Regions from separate parts of the Mus musculus genome. Here regions 2, 3 and 4 are each linked to region 1. The links are chromatin contacts, called in public HiChIP or PLAC-seq and promoter capture Hi-C maps. All regions are on one chromosome and are shown on one strand. Each heading gives the region's core, a stretch centred on a gene start, on an enhancer-like site or on the middle of the called end of the contact. The rest is flanking DNA. Distances are from core to core; before and after follow the strand shown. Region 1 holds the start of Fndc5 (fibronectin type III domain containing 5). Region 2 holds the start of Fam167b (family with sequence similarity 167, member B). Region 3 has its middle 9.8 kb from the start of Fam229a. Region 4 holds the start of Zfp362 (zinc finger protein 362).

Region 1 (3,061 bases), core at 343-2,842:
GGTCAGCCTGCCTAGCATGGAGTCCTGGGGGTACAGAAGGCTGGGTGTTGTGAATGGAAAGCTCAGCAGAACCCCCTGCCCCCCACACCTCATTCTTCCCAGGGGATCAGGTAGAAACTTGGGGAGAAAGACTCCTTGGGTAAGCATTAGTACAGGAGGGGTGTATGTGTGTGTGTGTGTGTGTGTGTGTGTGTTTGCCTTATGGGGGTGTGTGTGTGTGCACCAAGCTCTAGGTTCTCTATCTCTGTGATTCAGTTTCTTCTTCATCTAAAGTCTAGGGATAGGATGGAAGATCTTAGAGGCTTCTGTGAGATGCCTCTCTGGTCTAACCTCACTCCTTAACCTTGGCTCTCTGACTGCGACTCCAGCCCAAGAAAGTAAGAGGCTGAGGCTGGGGAGCCTTCTGCTGTCCTATAGGGATTCTCCTTAGGGCAGGACAGTAAATGTGGGGTGGAGGCTCCTCTCTGCCTCTAAGGCCATCAAAGGAGTAGCCAGAAGGGTGTGTGAGGACAGGCTGGCACCTGGCTGTTCCCAAGGTGATGGAAAAAAAGGGTTATCAACGTGTGCTAATTAGCTGGAGCTATCTGCCACATCTTCCAGCCCCTACCACTTTAGAGCCATTAGCTAAATCACTGCTCAGTCAGGTCAGAATGGATATAGTGGTCCCGAGAGCGTCCAGAAACCACAGCCCTCTGATCTTGGAGAAACACGGTTCCAGATTGTTCTTTTAATAATCTAGAATGTGCCAGTTTTAGAGAGAGAGAGAGATTCTAGATGCTGGAGTGTTGAAGTCACTCTGGGTGAGGAGTGTGTGAAGTTGAGCCCACCTTGGATTCAAATCCTGCCCGTGGTGGGTCCTTGGACAAAACAAGTTACCAAACTGCAGTATCCACCTACATGAGACGCCCCGCAGCAGAGTGGACCTGAAGGGGCTGCAGAGAGAACCAAGTCCCAAACCCAGCCAAGGCCTACAGAGTGTCTGCGCCTGACAGATATTCGCAGTGCTCTCGAGGGGATTAAAAATAGGCACAAGAAAAAGAAAGGACTGGTCTGAGGTCTCAGCTAGACCTCCAGGGAGTCAGAGGAGAGCCTCTTCGGCCCCAGTACACACATTCCCCAGAGTACCGAGTCTGTACCCCCCTTACACTCTACAGCTCGTGTGTGTGTGTGTGTGTGTGTGTGTGTGCCTGGGGTGTGGGCTGGAGTGAGAGATGGGGTACAGATGGGCATCTCCCAAGCACTTGCCCTCCCTCTTCCCTAAGGAAGAGCGGGACCGGGGCCAGGTCAGGGTTAAGGCTGGGACTGACCGCGGCACGGTGCTACGGGTCCTGCATCGGTCAGAGAGCGTGAGCCGCGGGGTCCCCAAAGCCCCTGGCTTCCCGGGAGCCCACAGAGTGAAGAGCGGGGACAGGAGTGGGGGCGCCCTCGGTCCTCACCCCGCCCCCGCCCTCTCCCCGCAGCGGGGGCGCCCCGCCCCCCAGGCGCCCGACGTGGACGCGGCCGCTGCCGCCGCCGCCGCCACCACCGCCGCCGCCACCACCGCCGCCGCCGCGCGGGAGTCGCTGTCCGCGGAGCCGATATGCAGGCGGCGCGGGGCGGCGCGGGGCGGCCGGGCCGGGAGGGCCGCGGGCTGGAGCGTGAGTGCGAGCGGTCACCGGGCCCAGGAGTCGCCATGCCCCCAGGGCCGTGCGCCTGGCCGCCCCGCGCCGCGCTCCGCCTGTGGCTAGGCTGCGTCTGCTTCGCGCTGGTGCAGGCGGGTAAGGGGGCCTGGGGAGGGGGACGAGGGAGGGAACAGCTTCCCCTCCCACGCCGCCACCGGGAAGTCCTCGGTTCCCTTCCTGCTCCCTGAGGACCTCCTGTGTCACCTGGTCCCTACTCTCCTAACCTGACCCTAGCGCCTCCGAACCTTCTTGACCCCTAAACCCGTCCTTCAGCTTCCAAACCTCTGCCAGTCACCTCAGCCCTGAGTTTTTAAAGCTCTTGCGGCTCCTGGTCCCTTCAGGTCATCCCCTAACCCTGAGTCTTTGCCTCAGCCACCTTTTCTGGCCCTGAGAGCAGCTGAGGACACTAGTGCCCCACCTTGGGCCTCCCTCTGTATCCCCAAAGATCTCTCAGGGACCCATAGGCAGCTAGCTGCGCAGGAACGACTATGAAGAGAACTGTAACCTGAGGTTGAAGGGTGTTTGCGGGGACCGTGGGCGGGGGCGGGGGGCGCAAACCCTGCTGCAGTTAGTGTCTGGCCCACCCCATGGGGCTCTGCCTCCCTAGATCACCCCAATCCTGTCCCTCCTGGCAGCTGTTGCTGCCTCCCTCTCTTTCTCGCCCTGCTTCTGTCTCCTTGCCTGTCTCCAATGTTCCACTTGTCTGCTCTCTGGTTCTGTGACCTCAGCCACCTGTCTGTGTCCTTCTGTCCCTTTCCATCTGAATGTCTGGCATAATCCTGAAGCCTTGAGTCCACTTGTCTGAGGGGTATGGGGCTACTGCTCAGGGCCAGGGCTTCTAATCACAGCCCCTGCCCTCTTGCATGATATAACCCCGTGTGACTCTACTCCCCTCTCCTGGAAGGTCCTTTCTGCCCTGCTCCTCTACTGCTCTCCCACTTATCTCTGACGTTTTCCCCATTCACCATCTTCCTTCACCCAGAAGGCCTTGCGCTATCTTGGTGTCTCTCCACCAAGGGACCCTGTTCTGAATGTCCCCTCTTCTCTAACTTCCTCTATTCCTCGCACGTGAGGACCCACAGAGTATGGAGAGGCTCACATAGACCCTTCCCCTTAGGCGCCCTCTGCCCAGCTTACCATGTGAGGTTGCCCCTCAGCTCCATGCCAGGGCTCAGCCCCTCCTGGCTCTTCATCTCAGGGTCTGTCTCCTTCCCTCAAGGTCACTCACTTGACAACATGAGGCTATAGAAAGTGCAATGGACTAGGAGTCCTTGTGGCTGCTTTTTCTCAAGCTAATCAGCTCCTGAACTCCATTCAGCTATTCCTCGCTCGGTGCCCAACCACCTATCCACTAGCTCTCGCCTTGGTTCAAGCCCAGGTCCACCAATTTTATTTTAGGA
Region 2 (3,061 bases), core at 400-2,899, 440 kb after region 1:
ATCCTGTGCTCTCTAAATTCAGCTTTTGGAAACCTAAGTGTGCCCACCTTCCCCAGCAGGTAGCCAGAGCCTCCGGGGTCCCTCTTCCTTCCTTCTTTCTCCCCAGATACTGCAAGAGACACCCAAGTCTGCTGTCAGCAGAGGGTGAAGCGTCTGGCACTGATGTTCATGCGCGTGAGTCCCAGATGCCGCAGCGGTGGGGCCAGAGGCAAGCCAGTCCCAGACTCTAACTCCATCTCCAGCTCAGCCTCATCCAGAAGCTCCTGGTGCAGGTGACAGACTTGGTCCACTTTCAGTCTGTGCAGCCGGGCCCGCAGCCTGAGCAGCTGCCCTGCCAGCTGCCGGTCCTGAGCCCGCATCTCCTGCTGTGACCAAAAGGGGGCGTAAATTTGCTAGATTAGCCTCCGGGCTCACCAGCCCAGCCGCCGGTCCATTTCTGGGAATACTCTTTGCATAGTCCAGCTCGCAATCCCCTTCTCACCTAACTTCATCCGCCTCGGTCTCGCAGATCTTTTTCCGGATGGGTGATTCTCAAGCCAAGCCAAGGAACCGTTAGTATGCAAATATAGACGTCTGGTACGCCATCACAAATTAACTGTGATGACCCGTTGAGCTGAACTGGACATCCTTATGTTTGCACATGGTGGGCTGACAGCTAATATTCAACTCTGCCCTCCTCAGATTATAACTGACAGCAGGGTCGGTTTCTGCTTTTTACTTGACTGTCTCTTCTCTTTAGGGCAGTGGTTCTCAGCCTTCCTAATGCTGGGACCCGTTAATACAGCTCATTTCCTCATGCTGTGATGACTCCCAAGCATAAAATTATTTTCATTGCTACTTTGTAACCGTAATCTTGCCACTGCTACGACTTTTAAATAATTTTAAATATAAATATCTGATATACTGGATATCTGATATGCAACCTGTCTAAAAGTGCTTTTGGATGCCCAAAGGGGTCGAGACCCACAGATTGAGAACCTGTGCTCTACGGTCTACTTCTCCAGATTTGGCTCTGCAAATAAGATAGCGAGCAACTGAATTCCTGGTTCCGTTGTCCTAGGGCACAGCACTGAGGAACTACTGTGGACATTGGTTTGTTCTCATCTCCTTCCAACCTCACAGATTTGGGCCTTTAGAGGGACTGGCTCAAAGACCCCATGCAAGTCCATCTAACCCACCAGACTCACCAGCTCCCGTCTGAGCCACTCAAGCGCAGAATCCATGGAGTCAAAGCCACAGATGGCCCCGGGTCCGACTGGCTCAGGTCTAGCTTGGGCTCTGTACCAAGCCCGGCTCTGGACTCTGGCAGTCCACTCGAGGTATGAGGGCCGTCGGGTCTGCAGTTGAAGCTTGGCAGTCAGGGCCTTCAGAGAATCTAAGCTCTCTTCCTCATCCTCCTCACCCTTCTCTCCCACTGCCTGGAATTTCAGCGGCCCTAGGGACATGGTAGGTCTGTGGTGACCAACGGGACAGTAAGGGAAAGGCTGGCTATTTGGCCGTGTGAGAAGTGAAAGAAGATGAGGTTGAAAAGAATGTGCCAAGAGTGTGTGCTGAATTGAGAAGGTGGGTGAGGGACGCTAAGTGTGCCAGGCTGAGTGAGCAGATGGGTATGTGAGGCTAAGTGTGCAAGAGATGGAATTTTCCTGGTTTGCTAACTAGGGGCCACGTGATGCCCATCCGGGTGGGGGCAGGAGGAGCCCTTCAGATGAATTTTATTGTCTTTGCCCAGATTCAGGTTCCTGGTTCCCAGAAAGGAAGTTGCAGCAGGATAAGAAAAGCATCGTCCACAGCCGGCTTGGCCCTCCTCCCAAGACCCAAGTCAGAGGAGTCAAGGGGAAGAGACAGCTGACTGGCTGGTGCTCTTTCCTCTTTACAGAGCTAGCCCTTCTGCAAGGCAATAGGGTCCAGCTGCCTAGCCTGGGAGTCAGGAGCCCTGGGCCCTGGTGCTACTTTGAGGGGACTTTAGGTAGCTCAGTCACTTCTTGAGCCTCTGTTGTGACAGGTCGGTGACACCAAGTCTTACTCCAACGGCCCTTAGGTTCTGTTGGCAATCACTGAAAAAGCTCTGACTGAAGGAGTTCATCTCATCTCTAATGATGGCCGGCCTAGAACAATGTGCAGGCTTACTATGTAGACCTATGTAGACCAGGATAAGCTTCAACAGAAATTTGCCTCTGCCTCTTTCTCTTCCTCTCTCCTCTTTTCTTTTCTGTTTTCTTTTTTTGAGAGAAGGTTTCTCTTTGTAGCTTTGGCTGGCTTGGAACTTGCTCTGTGGGCCAAGCTGGCTTCAAACTCACAGAGATCCGCCTGCCTCTGCTTCCTGAGTGCTGAGATTAAAGGTGTGTGCCACCACCACCCAGATGTTTCTCAGGTGTCTCTAAACCTCTGTATTGCTCTCAGCAACAAGAGCAGGGCTGGGATTCCGCTCAGTAGTAAAACCTTTCCTAGTGTGCTCAAGGGTTAGGGTTTGCACCAGCAATTAGGGAGAGAGTGGAGGGGTAGGGAAAGAGAGAGAGAGAGAGAGAGAGAGGGAGAGAGAGAGAGAGGAAGAAGGAGAAGAGCGGGGGGGGGGGATAGGGGACTTTCAGGATAGCATTTGAAATGTAAATGAAGAAAATATCTAATAAAAAATTGAAAGCCAGGCGTGGTGGCACACGCCTTTAGTCCCAGCACTAAAGGAGGCTGAGGCAGGTGGATTTCTGAGTTCAAGGCCAGCCTGGTCTACAAAGTGAGTTCCAGGACAGCCAGGGCTATGCAGAGAAATCCTGTCTTAAAAAAAAAAAAAGAAAAGAAAGAAGGAGAAGAGGAGGAAGAGGAGAAGGGGGAGGAGGGAGAGGAGGGAGAGGGGGAGGGGGAGGGGGAGGAGGAGAGAAGGAGAAGAGAAATAGAGCCAGCAGAGGAGCAGTGGCAGCCCAAGTGGAGTTTGCATTCTCTCCAGTGCTCCTTGACTCACAGGGGAGACAAAAAGCAACCAACCCAAAACCTAACGGGACCCAAGTGTGGTGACACAGCTGAAGTTTCTTCCAGGCAAACTTAAAGTCAGCCTGGAATACAGGAGACC
Region 3 (3,061 bases), core at 174-2,673, 360 kb after region 1:
GCGTGAGTCACAAGGGGTTAAATAGTCCATATTGGCGGTGTGCAGAAGGGAGCTAGGCCCGGACAGTCCTCAGAATCTCCGGATCAGGAAGCCAGACCCAGCCTGAGCTCAGAGTCCTAAGCGCAGTGCTTCAACCAGGTCAAGGGCACACAGACTTGTTCTAGCCTTTGTCTTCTGCTATCCCTCCCCAAACCTCAGTGCATTCTTCAGAAAAAAGAGTGAATTAGAACAGATGGAGGGTTTGGGGTCCCCACCCCCACCCCAAGACAGGGTTTTCCTGTGTAGCCCTGGCTCTCCTGGAACTCACTCTGTAGACCAGGCTGGCCTCGAACTTAAAGATCCGCCTGCCTCTGCCCCTGAGTGCCGGCATTAAAGGCGTGTGCCATCACGGGCCGGCAGATGAGAGAAATTTGAAACTTAGAATGGTACAGAAGGGAATTATCATGGAGTCTCTCTGTTCTTCAGCGTCGGATGTGTTTGGAACTATACGGTCGGAGAAGGCCTCTGAGATGTGGGCCCCTGTAAACACAATGACAGGGTTGTGGGAATAGAGGCTGAAGGCCTCTGCGTAGGTAGGGTGTGTGTGTCTTTCTTCAGGCTTTCCTGCTCTCAACTCCACCCTTCCTAAAGGCCGTGGGCCTAAGGGACTGAGGGCCTATCTTGGGGAAAGTTGAAGATTCTGGTGGGGGGTTGGGGTGGGGTGCCCACCAAAGATCAACCCTACCCTAACCCCCTCAGCCACCTGACCCGATGTCTCCAGCTAAAAGCAACGGGCCCGGGGGTACTACGGGCTTTCAGACCGCATGTATTAATTAAATAGTCCAACCCCGGGTCAAGAGGACTGGACATGAAGCTATTCATTGAGACTGCTCACTTCTTGGTGAACTTTTTTCTGTCCCAGTGAGCACTGAAGGAGAATGTCACTGGATAAAACACCTTGACCTGGCAGCAGGTCTCGAGGTTGGAGGAAGGTGCCCAGGTCCTTGGGAAGAGGCAAGTGGGGGTGGGGGAAGCCGGAGTTTCCAATTCCTCTCCGGGTGCCTATCTTTCTAGGTCGAACACAGCGACCTCAACCCATGGCGACTCCTTTCTCCCTTGTATCTCCCGAAGTGATCCATCCCGAAATGCCTGGACCAGAAGCTGTACTTGTAGGACTACCACCGCTGGGCCTCTTTGGAGCCCGCCTCTCGCGGAAGCCGGGGAGACTACTGAGCCCGCAGCGTCACCGCCTGCTGGGTAGTGCCTGTCGCTAGCCCGAGCGCAGGAAGCTGCTCTGTCCGGGCCACCGGCCTGGCGACCTGCTGACGGTGAAAGGACCAACGCTGGTTAAGGCACCCAGACTCAGAAGTGGTTCGGGCAACAGGAAGGGGCTCTAGGGGAAAGAAGGTGTGGCCAGAGGGAGAGGGGCGGGGTTCTCGATTGGGAGGCGGGCCCGGGTCCGGCGGAGCCCTGGAGGAAGTCCGGAGGTCTGGACGCGAGGCGGGACCCTCGGGGCGGGGGGCGGGGCCCGAGGGGGAGGGGAAGGACCTGCGGGGGATTCCAACCCTGTGGAAGGGCGTGGCTGGACCTGGGTACTTGTCCTCCCTCGGGTAAAGGGGCGTGGCGTGGACAGCCAGGTCCCCCCACCTTACTGCCCTGCACAGGGCCCTTCGGGTGGAAGCTCTAGTGGCCTGACACTAACTACCAGTTCCTAGCCTGAAGGAAGAAACTCGGTTTCTTCGCACCCATCCAAGCGGGAGTGAGGGGCGGAACTTGGGAGGAGCCATGGTGGGGGTTGGGGAAGGTCGTGGAGCCAGAAAAAGATCCAGCCTCTGGAGCGTTGACCTCCACTCCATGAGTTTTAAAAAGTAATTTCCTTTTTTTTTTTTTTTTTTTTTTGGAGGAGTAGGTGTGAGATGTAGCCTGTGTAGGGAGGTCGGAGAACAACCCGCGGGAATCATTTCTATCCTTCCGCCATTTGGGTGGTTTTGGGGATTGAATTTAAGTCGGAGGGCTTGTTAGCAAATGCCCTCTGAGCTATCTTGCCTGCCCACGAATGTATCTTTGTTTTTCTTTTCTTTTTTCTTTTTTCTTTTTGTATCTTTCTTTTTAAAGGTTGGCAAACATAGGTGAATTAGGATTACTGCCCCTGGGTAGGGGTGCTTTTCTCCTGAGGAAGCCTACAAGGGGAGTGTACTGTTTGGGTTGGGTTGTGAAAGGAGATTGGAATTTTCTGGGAAGGTATGAGGATGGGCATTGCAGAGAGAAAAAAACAGCATTTAAGGAAGCACAGAGGTGGGATACTACCAAGTCAAGGGTGGAGGAGAGATGGGAGATGCCTATTCACCAAAGAAGGAGCTCAAAACAGTTAACAGCCGGGCATGGTGGTGCACAACCTTTAATCCCAGCACTTGGGAGGCAGAGGCAGGTGGATTTCTGAGTTCGAGGCCAGCCTGGTCTACAGAGTGAGTTCCAGGACAGCCAGGGCTACAAAGAGAAACCCTTTCTGGGGGGTGGGGGGGGGGGACACGACACGACACGACGACACCACCACCAACAAAACAGTTAACAGGCTGGAGAGATGGCTCAGCAGCCTACAGTGTTTGCTGCTCTTCCAGAGAGCCTGAGTTTAGTTCACTATGCATGTTTGTGACTCTTCTGACCTCTGAGGGCATCTTCATTCCAGTAATATACACACAGACACACATATATGCAAGAGAGAGAGAGAGAGAATTGACTGGTAGCACAGGTCTTTAATCCCAAGAAGCAGCCCGGTCTACACAGCGAGTTCCAAGACTGCCAGGGCTACCCAGAGAGACTGTCTCCAAAAAAACTTAACATCAGCTTTGTCTGCAGCTGTTACCTAGGAAGGTCCCAGGACAAGAGTGACTCCAGCCCCAGGGGCTAGTGGGCAAGAAAAGAACAGCTCAGAGTTGGCTTAAAGGACTCTGACAGGGACAATCATCCTGCCTGTGCCTGTGTGCTTCCTATTTCTATATGGCTCTGAAGTGTGTGTGTCTGCCCTGCCTCTGAGCTCCATGTCAGTTTATTTATCAGCCCTGTTTTGGCAGCCTGCCGGGTT
Region 4 (3,061 bases), core at 408-2,907, 330 kb before region 1:
TGGCCTCATACCACTCTGCTGCCTGTACAGTCACCAGCCAGTCCAGTCAGCCACTTCAGAAACTCAACTGATGTCCAATCAGGAGACTTCAAAGTGGCAGGCCGGGTGGCAGAAAGGAGTTAACACAAGCAGAGGACAGGCCCAGAACACAAGGGCCAGGCAGTCAGCTACTCCTATGTATATCGGGACCCACAGGAGCTGCAGGCCTGTACCCAGCTAAAAACCCACCACTAAGGACATTCATCAACAGAGGCCATCTCTGGAGGCTAAGAAGACCACCCATACCTGAAGGGGGTTCTTCCACTGCAATCAACCAGACTTGCCCCAAGAGGGGGCTACCAAAACTTCCTGTCCACCAAGGGGGCTCTGGCCACCCATGAAGGGGCAAGCCTCCCTCCATCTCCAACACACACACAGCTCCTAAAGGATCCACACTGCTGGAGGACAGGGTGGCAAGAAGGGTCATGTCCTCATGACAGGGATCTTAGCTCCAAACCCTGGGCCCACTTTATGCCCCTAGAGCCAGCCAACTCCCCCAAATCTGGGGCTACAATATAGTTCCTTACAATACCACTTTGATACAGAGCCTCGTCCAAACGACTCCTCCCAAAACCTCTCACCTCAGCCCTACACACACACACACACACACACACACACACACACACACACACACGACATCCCCACCCACGCAGTTCTGGGGAAACCGGCAGTTAACTTTTCCCAAAAACCCTGCAAAGGCGACTAGCTAGGTGGGAAGAAACAGAGAAATGGGCCCCCATATCCTTTCGCGGCATCTCAGGGCCCTCAGGGGAAGAAAAAAAAAATCTTAAAAAAAAAAAAAAGCAAGAAAGAAAAGAAAACTTTCAGAGTTAACTTTAAATTCCCAGCCCCCTCCCCCCAAATCACCCGGCAGCTTCTCTCCCCCTTATTTTTTCCTTTAAAGTGTAATTGTATTGTGTCTCACCTCCCCGAAAGGCTCCCGGCTCTCTCCAAAGAAAAGGAAAAAAGCCAACCCTTCGGGTGCCCCCTCTGCTTCCAGCCGCCTCTCCCACATTCTCAGACAGTTTTATTAAAATCTTCAGACAAAAGAAAAACAAAAATGGCAGCCTGGCTTATTTTTAAAACAGGACAGGGACGCCATATTCTGCAGATCTGCAAAAAAACGGAGAAATCCGGCACTGGCCGCTCCACCGGGCCGGCTGCAAAGTGCGCGAACCGCGCCGTTTGCAATCCGTTTATTTGCATTAAGCCCCATGAATCATTGTTTACCGGAGAATTGCAGCAGGTTTGAATAGCCCGGCTTAGGAAAACACACACGCACACACTCGGAGACGAACCCCAGACACGCCGCGGGAGACGCTGCCTACCCCGCGCGCGCAGCCGCCGCAGCCACGGCCGCCCCGGGGCCCGGCCCGAGGCACCGGCGACCCCCGGGCCCACGCAGCGCGGCCGCCCCGCGCTGACAGCGCTCGCGCCCGCCCGGCCCCCGCCCCGCAACTCGGCGCAACTTTCCCGCGGGCGGGCCCGCTCCCCCGCGCGCCCCGGGCCCGCACGGACCTGGCAGTGCTGGCGGCGCTCCGGGACGCGGCCGCAGCCCCGAGCCCGGCGGCCCGAGTAGGGCCGGGCTGGGGGCTCCCGGCTTCGGCGGTGGCGGCGGTGGCGGCGGCGCGCGGCTGGGGCTCGGTGCGGAGCGGCGCGCAAACCTTCCGGGTCGCCTGCTGTTCACTTCTGGGTTCTGCAGGCGCCGCGGCGGCGGAGGCCGGCTGTGCAGCCGCGCGGCCCCGGCGCGCTGGGCCCCGCGAGCGAGCCGCGTCCGGCCCCCCGCCTCTCGGCTGCGCAGCCCGCCCGGCCCCGGGGCTCCGGCGAGTGGGCAGCGCCCGGCGCTGGCGACGGCGAGGGGAGGGGGCCGGCGGGGCGGGGACGGGCCGCGCGCTGGGGGCCCCCGCTCGGCCCCGGGGCCTCGTCTCGCGCTCGCCGCCGCCGCCGCCAAGGAAAGTTGCGCGGCGCCCCCTGCCCGCGCCGCGCCGCGCCGGAGGCTGAGCCACAAAGGAACTCCGCGCCCCCCTCCGCCCGCCCGAGCCGCGCGGGGAGGGCACCGGCGCCCGGCCCTAGGACAGCCCCTTCCCCAGCACGGGGGCTCCCGGGGCCCGGGCGGCCGCGGCCATTGTCCCGCCCAGACTCCGCTCCCGGGTGGCGGTGGCCTGGGGACCCGGGACTGGCTGGTCACGCTGCTCTCGGGAGGGGTGGGGGTGTCCCTCCTTGGGAAATCGCAAGCTGGTGCAGACCCCCACGGTGCTCCCCCCCCCCCCCACACACACACCCGGTGACAAACGGCCAGGCTCAAGATCCCTGCTAAGATTTTGGTTATTTATTTCTGAAGAAAGGACGTGGGGGCGGGGTGGGGTGCAGAAGTTTGCACAAGCCAGGACACCGCTTCCCAACCCTAGGCCTGAGTCTCAGCGGTGGGGCGACCAGGAGCTGACAGCACTTCTAGAAAGTCTATCAGAGGTGGCACCGCCTGTCCCCCCAGCTCCAGACCTCAGAGCCATCTGCGCGACTCCTCCTCCCGCCTCACCCTCCCCAGCCAATCAGTCACCAAGTCCTCTTGATTCGGCCTCGCGGGCTGTGTCAACTTCTAAACTTCACTTCTACCTGAGGAGGCAGGCATTCCCGATTCCGAACCCGCTTAGATTTCTGTGGCACACTCTGCTGTCCACCTGCAGGCCTAGAGGATCAGGGCTGCCTCTGCCGTCCTAAGCATCCCAGAGAAGGAAGGACACAAAAAACCATCCTGCTTTCTGGGAAGTATAAGTTCATAGGCACGTGCGCTAGTTGGCTGGGAACACAGTTCTAAAAAGTGTGGACAAAGTCGCTGTCCTCGTGAGGATTCCAGTTTAGCACAGGATGTCACACATTGGGGAAGCTGGAGGGTGGGACCCACGGAGGTCGTTGGTTCCTTCTCAAAGCATCAAGCACACAATTCCGGGCATAGGGCAGAGGCACAATAAGCAAGCGGCAAAAATTAACTGGAATGATATGGTATTGACAACACAGAGAAGGC

What was found. Promoter capture Hi-C pulls out the DNA fragments that hold promoters and counts their contacts. HiChIP or PLAC-seq counts read pairs in DNA pulled down with a chosen protein or histone mark.
Region 2: a contact with region 1 is called in a promoter capture Hi-C map of liver, with 2.4 times the contacts expected there. The contact joins the promoter of Fam167b here to the promoter of Fndc5 in region 1. A contact is called at or near these places in 3 of 39 promoter capture datasets (hematopoietic stem and progenitor cells and liver) and 1 of 115 datasets of contacts at active chromatin or transcription factors (memory CD8 T cells).
Region 3: a promoter capture Hi-C map of liver shows a contact between it and region 1, with 2.2 times the contacts expected there. The contact joins the enhancer-like site here to the promoter of Fndc5 in region 1. A contact is called at or near these places in 10 of 39 promoter capture datasets (the 3T3-L1 cell line, cranial neural crest, embryonic stem cells and 4 more) and 1 of 9 other capture datasets (adipose tissue).
Region 4: an H3K27ac HiChIP or PLAC-seq map of embryonic stem cells shows a contact between it and region 1, with 5 read pairs. The contact joins the promoter of Zfp362 here to the promoter of Fndc5 in region 1. A contact is called at or near these places in 4 of 39 promoter capture datasets (cranial neural crest, embryonic stem cells, hippocampal neurons and 1 more), 7 of 115 datasets of contacts at active chromatin or transcription factors (T-cell acute lymphoblastic leukemia, craniofacial prominence, embryonic stem cells and 1 more) and 2 of 9 other capture datasets (adipose tissue and embryonic stem cells).

Annotation. Positions count from the first base shown.
Region 1 is chr4:129,135,407-129,138,467 of GRCm38.p6, forward strand. Fndc5 (fibronectin type III domain containing 5) reads left to right here and starts at 1,593. Exons shown (of 6, transcript NM_027402.4): 1 at 1,593-1,757. The coding sequence starts at 1,673.
Region 2 is chr4:129,576,931-129,579,991 of GRCm38.p6, forward strand. It overlaps Fam167b (family with sequence similarity 167, member B), which reads right to left and starts at 1,650. Exons shown (of 2, transcript NM_182783.2): 1 at 1,188-1,650; 2 at 1-365. The coding sequence starts at 1,445. The coding sequence ends at 135.
Region 3 is chr4:129,499,463-129,502,523 of GRCm38.p6, forward strand. No RefSeq gene overlaps it. Among named protein-coding and RNA genes, the nearest start is that of Fam229a, 9.8 kb to the left of the region's middle. Within about 2 kb of position 1,424, at least 310 of the 459 cell types and tissues checked have an H3K27ac peak or open chromatin away from gene starts, as enhancers often do. A contact at or near this core is called in adipose tissue, embryonic stem cells, liver and 2 more, where this site is marked.
Region 4 is chr4:128,804,455-128,807,515 of GRCm38.p6, forward strand. It overlaps Zfp362 (zinc finger protein 362), which reads right to left and starts at 1,658. Exons shown (of 9, transcript NM_001081098.1): 1 at 1,558-1,658.